Linked DNA regions of Danio rerio: region 1 is linked to region 2. Evidence: chromatin contacts called from public Hi-C data. All regions are on one chromosome and are shown on one strand. The core of a region is the stretch at or near the end of the contact, and the rest is flanking DNA. Distances in the headings are between cores, read along the strand shown. Region 1 holds the start of si:dkey-112m2.1. Region 2 holds the start of si:dkey-1d7.3.

Evidence for each region. Hi-C and Micro-C count contacts between places; a contact is called where the count stands out from the background.
Region 1: a contact with region 2 is called in a Hi-C map of embryo, with 5 times the contacts expected there. The contact joins the promoter of si:dkey-112m2.1 here to the promoter of si:dkey-1d7.3 in region 2. A contact is called at or near these places in 2 of 18 Hi-C or Micro-C datasets (caudal fin and embryo).

What each region holds. Positions count from the first base shown.
Region 1 is chr21:20,222,702-20,227,059 of GRCz12tu, forward strand. si:dkey-112m2.1 reads right to left here and starts at 2,970. Exons shown (of 9, transcript XM_009295369.5): 1 at 2,099-2,970. The coding sequence starts at 2,237.
Region 2 is chr21:19,802,866-19,807,026 of GRCz12tu, forward strand. It overlaps si:dkey-1d7.3, which reads left to right and starts at 1,433. Exons shown (of 9, transcript XM_073935197.1): 1 at 1,433-1,472.

The sequences.
Region 1 (4,358 bases), core at 1,720-4,219, 420 kb after region 2:
TCATTGATAGAATGTGTTTAAAAATTAGTTCTATGCATGGGATGATAATCGATTTCAAGGCTTACCACATTTTGGAAAAGTCAAGGTTTTAAAACTGCCAGAATCATATGTTATACTGTTCCTACAGTACATTTACAGTTTTTATTATCATTATTTTTGGAGGGACTATTTTATTTAGTTTTTAGAGCAACGGTATCTCCAGCAGAAAAGGACCCTCCACATCAAAAGCCACTGTTCCAATATATTTTACATGTTTCTTAAAATAAAATAGATTGTGTACAAAGGGGAGAAAAAAAGTTGTTTTACCCAGACAATTAAGAAGAATTTATATTAGAGCAGTAATCACAATATCATGCAACCGTGAAACCGTGATATTTTTACCCAGGGCTATCATACCATCACAATCATGTACCGGCCCATGCCTACTTAGTTCACAATAAAAAAACAATAAAACTGTCATAATTTGAGATTATGAAATGCTGTGATGGTGTCACGAGTTTCTTTTGTAGAACACAAAAGCAGATATTTTGCTGAATACTGACTTTCATGGTCATTTTTTGTGAGAAAAGCAGGTTTGATTTGGCATGACAAAGTGAGTATATTAATAGTATTTTTCAAATGCTTAATTTTAGCCAAATACCTGTATATTTCACCCAAAAATTACAAGTTACTTACTATTTACTCACCCTAAAATGATTTAAAACTTTAAGAGATTCTTTCTTTTGATGAACACACAAACCATTTTGAAAAATGTTACAAACCTGTTACTGACATCCATAATAGGAAAATGGTTACAGGTTTTCAGCATACCTTCGATTGTGTTCAGAAGAATAAGAAACTCAAACAGGTTTCTGACAAATGAATGATGAGTAAATCATGACAGAATTATTAATTTTGAATGAGCTAAAGGAATAGTTCCAAAAAATCCCATTTACCTCATCATTTAACCTCCCTCATGTGGTTTAAAACCTTAATGAGTTTTTTTAATCTGTTAAACACAAAAGCAGATTTTTTTTTTGCTGAATACCAACTTTCATGGTCATGTTTTGTGTTCAGCTGAGAAAAGAAGGTTTGGAATGACAATGTAAAATAATATTATTTTCCGAATGCTTAATCTATGCCAAATACTTGTATATTTCACCTAAAACGAACATTTTCTCACTATTTACTCACCCTCAAGTGGTTTTAAAACTTTTTGAGATTCTTTCTTATGTTAAACACACCAAAAAAAAAAAATATTTTGAAAATTTTAGAGACCTGAAACCGCTGACAACCACATAGGAAAAACAAATACTATGAAAGTCAAAGGTTACAAAGTTTCAGCATATCTTGTTTTATTCTGTTCAGAATAATAAGAAACTCAAACAGGTTTGTGACAAGTGATTGATGAGAGAATTTTCAGTTTTCCATAAACTAAAGGAATAATTACCCCAAAATCACAATTATCCCATCATTTACTCTCCTTTGTGTGGTTTTAAAGCTTTAGGTGTTTCATTTGTCTGTTGAAAGCAAAAGAAAATATTTAGGAGAATTTTGGTTGCTGGGACCCATCAACTCCCATTAGGGGAAAAAATACTATGAAAGTCAATTTATCCCAGCACCAAGCAACATTTTTCAAAACATCTTATTTTGTGTTCAACAGAATGTTTTGAACAAGTGAATGGGTGAGTAAATTATTTAATTCAGTGTGAAATATCCCTGTAACAAACTGCAGAGTAAAACAAATGGACATGTGCCAGATGACAAAGCATTTGTGGTTCTATGCAGATTCTTAATATCCAAGTAGTTTCATTAGTTTTTCATCACTCATCTAGTTTAAAATCCATACGGTAATTGTATATTCAGCACATTTAACCATGGCCATTCAGAGCCCACCTTCAATTGCTTTACAACCGGTCATCAATAACATGTCAAGAGCACCTCTGGCAATTTGTAATCATATTGATTCACACGCTATGATGTAGCACCCTTTGCATTATAACCACTGTTCGACTGCGATATGAGTTGGTGCATGTATTCCCACATACACATGAAAGCAATAATGCACTAAAATCGGCATGCAAAGTAAAAGACCTGATGCGCTCTGACAGACACTCACCTCTGCAAAGCAAGAACAGCATGAGCCCGGCTGGACTAAGACGCAGCATCTTCAGCTCCTCTAAAGTTGGTCGGGGCTCGAGAAGGGAACAGATCAGTGTTTTCCCACCGACAGGTCTACAAGACAACAAGTACAGCATTCATCTCTTTATAAGGTTAGATGTTTCTCCCTCCGATCATCTCAAAACGAGTCACTCCTGCGGTGCGATTTCTAAATGCTGTCATCTTGATTTAAATGTCTTCTGAAGTCTGGCAAACATCAAACATATTGAAGTGTCGTCGCTTTTAAAAATAAAAGTCACAGATTTGTAGTGCCACAAGTGTCTGTTGCTAAAAACAATCTGGTGGTCGTCGATCAGATGCTCCGTCTAAATAAACCCGAGTCTCAGTGGAAAGTTGAACATCGCTCGTGAGGCTCGACAACGCTTCATAGTGATGGGAAATCCACTGTAATTCCAGCAGTAAACGAATAAAGTTACTTTTTAAAAGACAATAATGGAAAATAAGCAACAAATATGAGCTTTTATATAAACAAGTGCTCGTTTAGAAACAGATTAAGCGACTCCGGGTTTCCACAGGTATTAGTACACTTTAAGAAATAAAACGGTAGTCCAGCGTTTCGCGTTTATCTGTTTTGATGTCGAAAAACAAAGTATAAACTTCAACAGTCTGAGGAAAGAATTAATGAAAAGCATTTGTTCAGTGAAAAAGCTCCTTTCTCTCATCCATGAAGTCCACTGTGAATATTCCTCGTGCTTTCTCTGCTCTTTGGGTTCCGCAGCGACAAGCACAGTGAGTCATGAAACTCTCTCTCTCTCTCTCTCTCTCTCTCTCTCTCTCTCTCTCTCTCTCTCTCTCTCTCTCTCTCTGCTGAACTCAAAGGGCGTCATGAGAATTTTAATTTTAACTTCAAAATACTTTAATTGCTGATTTGTATTATATAGCTGCAGTACTGTTTAATGTAAAATAGCCTACCACCTCAGTAGTGCTAATGAAAAAATTAATAGAGAATATGCAATTCAGCTAAAGTTAAATAATGAAATTTTAAAGACATGTGCACATATAGACATACATGCATTGTAAACAAGTATTCGTGCTGGTTAAACATGTGCACCTGTTGTGAATGGTTTTAACAGGAATCCAGAGTATAATCGATCAGTGGGCTACAAAACAGAACGGAAGAGCCTTGATGCTGAAGACTGAGTGAATTGTAAGAGTTTTTTTACAAATCATTCTACCATATTGTGGTGAGTTGTTATGGTTTCATTGTAATATGAGTGATGATTTAGGTTTTAAAGTAGTTATTGAGTGGTTTGATGATCATTGATTGTTTTCTGCATTTGCCTCAGTAAGCGCGACAGTGCCCTCTAGTGGTGAATGATGGCATGAAGTAATAACGTGTACTGCAAAACGTTAACTTTTTACAAGATTTACTGTGGTGGCTGGGGTGTAAATGTTTTCTCTTTTGTTTTGCATTTGTGCATGCTGTTCTGATATTGTGTTATGAATGTTTTTTTTTATTTGTTTTTATTGGTCACGATACAGATATGCACATTGCTGGTATTGATACTTAACATATACATACATGCACCTCAGCATTATAATGTTTTTTATTCAGTATCTGCAACTGTTGGACTGCAACTATCATGTCAATGTTCAGTACGAACTCTGAGAAATGTTTTTAGCACTTTGTTGAATGCAGTTCTGAATGCAAATGGCCGGCCAGCCTTGTACAAGTGATGTGTATTTCTTTCTTCATCATAACTGATTTTGAATTCTGTTGAATTCCTTAGACATGCGGGAAAACCTGAGAAAATAAATATAGAAGTTTCTGCTTTTGTGTGGGACTAATGAATAATTAATGAGCTAGGCATTGAGGCAGTTTGTGATTGGTTATCTTTTCCATGCATTCCATAAATAACATAAATAGCACTCTATCAAACTAAATGCTGTGGTTCACTCTGCTGTGGTGACCCCTGATGAATCAGGGACTAAGCCAAAGGAGAATTAATGAATAATTGAATGACTGAATGAATAAATAAATGAATGAAATACATCCATTCTAACATTCTGTTTACTGATATACCTTGTAGATCAATAATAGAAAACAACACTTACAGATACCTCTTAATCCTGCATGTGATGTTGATTTTTAAACATTTATCTGACAAACTCTTTTTAACTTTCAACTTCAGGAATTGTTAACCCAAACCAAAAATGACACCACAATTTACTCACCCCCTGTGCGTATGATATTTTTT
Region 2 (4,161 bases), core at 183-2,682:
CAGCGGTATGATTTATTCTTTGCATTAACGGTTGGTGCCATGTGTGTCCTTGTAGAGGAATTTGTGGGACTTATCAGAGAGCAGGACATAAAATCGTGCTTCGTATTGGCGATTGACATCATCAAGCACAACAGAGCAGCAGAGCAGGTCACACCGTGTGTTGTTACTGACAGGAGATTGATGACGCTCCCTTTAGCGAGATCTTCTTTAGTCAGAAATCACAGAGAGTTTAGTAATTCACACTGACTCTGAATATAAAGTGAATTGCTAAAGTATATCTCTCTGGGAATATATAACCTAACATGTCATAATGATGCATTGACTACCTCTGAAAATATTTCAATATGTGACTAAAGCTATTTGAGAAATAGTTGTCGCACAGGTAAGTTGTCTCAAGGGCTATATATCAGGGGCTATAAGGGCTTGCATCAAACATCAAATTACGCACTGCAGTGGTTTGGGATTTAAATTTTAAAAACCTTATTCATTTTAGATTTACCCACACACACTGAATTATTAAAACAACACATGTAATGTAATAACAAATGGTTTTAAACATTTGTGAGTTTCTGATGTTGAACACAAAAGTGGATATTTTGAAGAATGTTTGCTGCCCCCCTTGATTTCCATAATAAGAAAAAGATACTGTAAGGATGGTCTCTCCATAATATCAGACCCCAAGAACTGCTGTGGTATTCCAGGAGAGTTGTCATGCATTAAAACAATAAACTTTCTAATATAAGAAAAAGATCAGCTATAGGAAACCAGTACTCAACTGTCTCGGTCATGCATCCTGAGTCCCTCTCTCTGCCCTCGACTTTACCTTCTCCACCAGAGCCGCTCACTCACATTCCACACAGAATGTACAAGTTTTTAATATGGCGTATCTTGTGGATCTTCATGTTTAGTATCATTTTCACTCTCTATGGGACTAATTATGAGATCACTTCCAAAAAAAATCACCACTATTTATTTCTACAGTATTTAAGACTAAAATTATTTTCCATAATTTGTTTTGTACATCTGACCTTTGTTTTAATTTGTTGTCATTTACTGATGTCATTTACTTAAGTTAAGAAATCCCAATTTTGATTGAAAAGATCAGAAACAAAAATAATGTTTTTTGAACCATTAATTCCCCAAAAAGATGTATTACTTATCTTAATGTCAGTATTATTCCAAACATTAAAATGTTTTGTGGTGTGATAAATTATGGTTGTAAATCAGTTTCCAGGCTAATAGAGCTTGTTGGTGGAATTTAGCTAATTTAATAGATAATTTCCAGTGGAGTATTTTCATTTTATTAAAAAAGAAAGGCTACTAATCTTGTTAAATATATTGTTAGGAGTAAAATACCACAGAGAGTCACAATTATAAACATGAGATGGGCGTGGACTAGGGGTAAACGTGACGTCCATATTGGGTGTGGGTCACTGATCAATGACGTGTTTAGGTATTTAAATTCTCCTCAAGTGAGTTAACAAATTTTTCTGAATTCTGATTATTAGTTAGTTGTAAAATAACAAAAACCTCGTATAAACCTAATAAAAGGTCCAGTTACCATAAACTCGAGAGGACCTCTGTTCTGTGCCAAACACTTTGTCGGCATCAAAAACACAGGACATGTTTAGATTCAAGGATCTGTGTAGCTTCATTTAAACTAGCTTCCCGCGATAATTTGCTAAAGTCAGTTTGAATGATTTATATTGATGCATTTTATATCACGTTAGTCTTTTTAATGTGCAGTTCTGCTGTGTTCATCTGAAGCGTGTCCTTCCTGACACTTGTTTTGGTTTGGCCATCAACAGGGGACGCTTGCGCGCTGCAAATACAGCTCTCAAACCACTGAAGTGTCTATACGCTTCATAAAGAACTTGCAGCTTTAGCCTACTGAACAATCATCCGGACACAATGTTTGTGCATTCTCAAAGTATTTTATTGACATCCTATAACTAATTTTACTTAGTTTAACCAAATTTACGCAAACTTATAAGTCAAACACCACGCCAGTGTTTCAATTTTACTCGTTTTAATAGATTTCCCCCAAAACAATACGTAAACATTGTGTAGAGTGTTGTGAAACTGTTAAAAGTTCATTTAGGGACTTTTTTTTACGTTACAAAAGTCATATTTGTTGGTCATGTCCACTTGAAAGTGAAGAGCATTGACAGGCGAGTGAGGCAACATAAAGCGCACATGTATTTCATTTGCAGAGGATTACGCTCGTGACATCTAATCGTTCAGGCTCAGATGGACGTGAGGTCCACAAACAGCAGCACGTGAAGTGGGACAGCGCTTAGTCTGTACTTTAACACGTTATGTAGTTTATTTAACCTTTAGCAGTAATTTAATTTGAGCCTTGTGTCTACCAGGACATTTGTCTTTACTTTACATGACATGTAAGGACACCATGGTCACTTTTCTTGATTTGGAAATTAATTTCAAAGCTCACATCATTTCTCTCATAAAAATGCATTAGAGGAATAAAATAGTTTAAGCTGCAGTTTGGACTGATTTGTACAGACGAGCACAATGTTGCTGATGATTATCATGCTGTGCCTATCCAGTGCAGAAGGTAAGACATTCTTTTTTTATTTTGTTTTTTTTAATTTATTTGGCTTTTTAAAATGTAATTTCATATAATAACCTGCATAAAACTGTCCAGGTGGAGATGGACTTTTTGTGGCCACAATTGAAAGTCATGTCTGTGAGGGAATGAGCTGAAAGACCTCTAAAAGTTTGCATTAATACAACTTATTTGCATATTAAAATTGTAACCTGTGCTGTGAACTTTATTGGATATAACTTTTGGTAAGTGCACTTAAGCTGAGCACATTAATATAAATGTTACTTTGGCTCCATATGGGTATTAATGTTGCTTTGCATAAAAAATAAATTAGATTTAATTGCAATTTACTTATATAATTAACTGCGGAATGCAAATAGCTGCTTGGTTATTACTGTAAGTGGATTATTTAATAGAGGAATTAAAACTTTATCGCATGTGTTTTGAAGTCTGCGCCATGGCTTTTAATAGTGAAACTGTGAGGAGGGAATTTTGCTCGAATTGTCTTCATTCACGTTGAATAAAACCCTACTTGGAAGGCTCATAATTTGAACTTGATATGCTCTGGAATTTTAGTAATGCCAAAAGCAGCAATGTTGAAATTAGAGAGTCTGACAAATAGGCTTGTCATCACTGCAGAGGCTCAGTCCTAGTTTGAGCTGTGCAAACTCAGTCACGTTTGGCCTAATGTTCTTAGACACTGCACTGACACTAGTCCATTTTCCCCCTCAGGCTCAGCCATTAACCTACTTTGAAACATCACTTTCACATATGAGATTCAAACATATTGTTTATCTTTTTATTTCGGCAAAAGTCAATAGGAGGCCAGTTGAATGATTTACCACATGGATTAGTGTCCTCTAGAACAGTGGTTCCCAAAGTGGGGGTCACTTGGTGATCTCCAAAAATCGAATTAATTTAATTAAACTAGTGAAATTAACCTACAGAAGAAATATAAAATAGTTACATAAAAAGCCATCAGCCTTTAGTTTTTTTGCGACCCCTGGGGTGATTACGTTAAATTAAAGACACAGCAATAGTGTCAGATGCAGCAGATTGATGTTATGGCTTCAGGTTAAACTTTCTGACACTTTTACAGCACTCGCGTATATTAAAAATAAATTCAGGCCATAACTAAACATGGTGGATGGTCTCCGAGTGGCATTCTCTAAAATTAAAGGATCAATAGACTTGGGCCTAATGGTATGTGTGCACTGTTGTGTGCAAGCTTTATATATTTATTACCACCTCAGAGGATATTGAGGGTTGCGAGTCGCTGGCAATGTTATTTTGGGGGTTGCGAATTGAAAAGTTTGGGAACCCCTGTTCTGGAAAGTCAAACTGATTACTTTAATGTAAGTTTACGGTACTTTGAAATAATCCTAATACTTAATTGAAAACAGGCGTTGAATTGATACAGGATTCTGTATAAAAAAAAATCTTTAATTTTTTTCCATTCCTGTGGTTTAATTTTAAAAATGAATGTATTGTAATGCCTAAATGTCCCCTTTAAGCACTATAACATGTACTTATGGTTTTAAATTTTAGGTTGATCAACATTAAGTGTTGATGTAAGAGCTGTGCATGGGAACTTT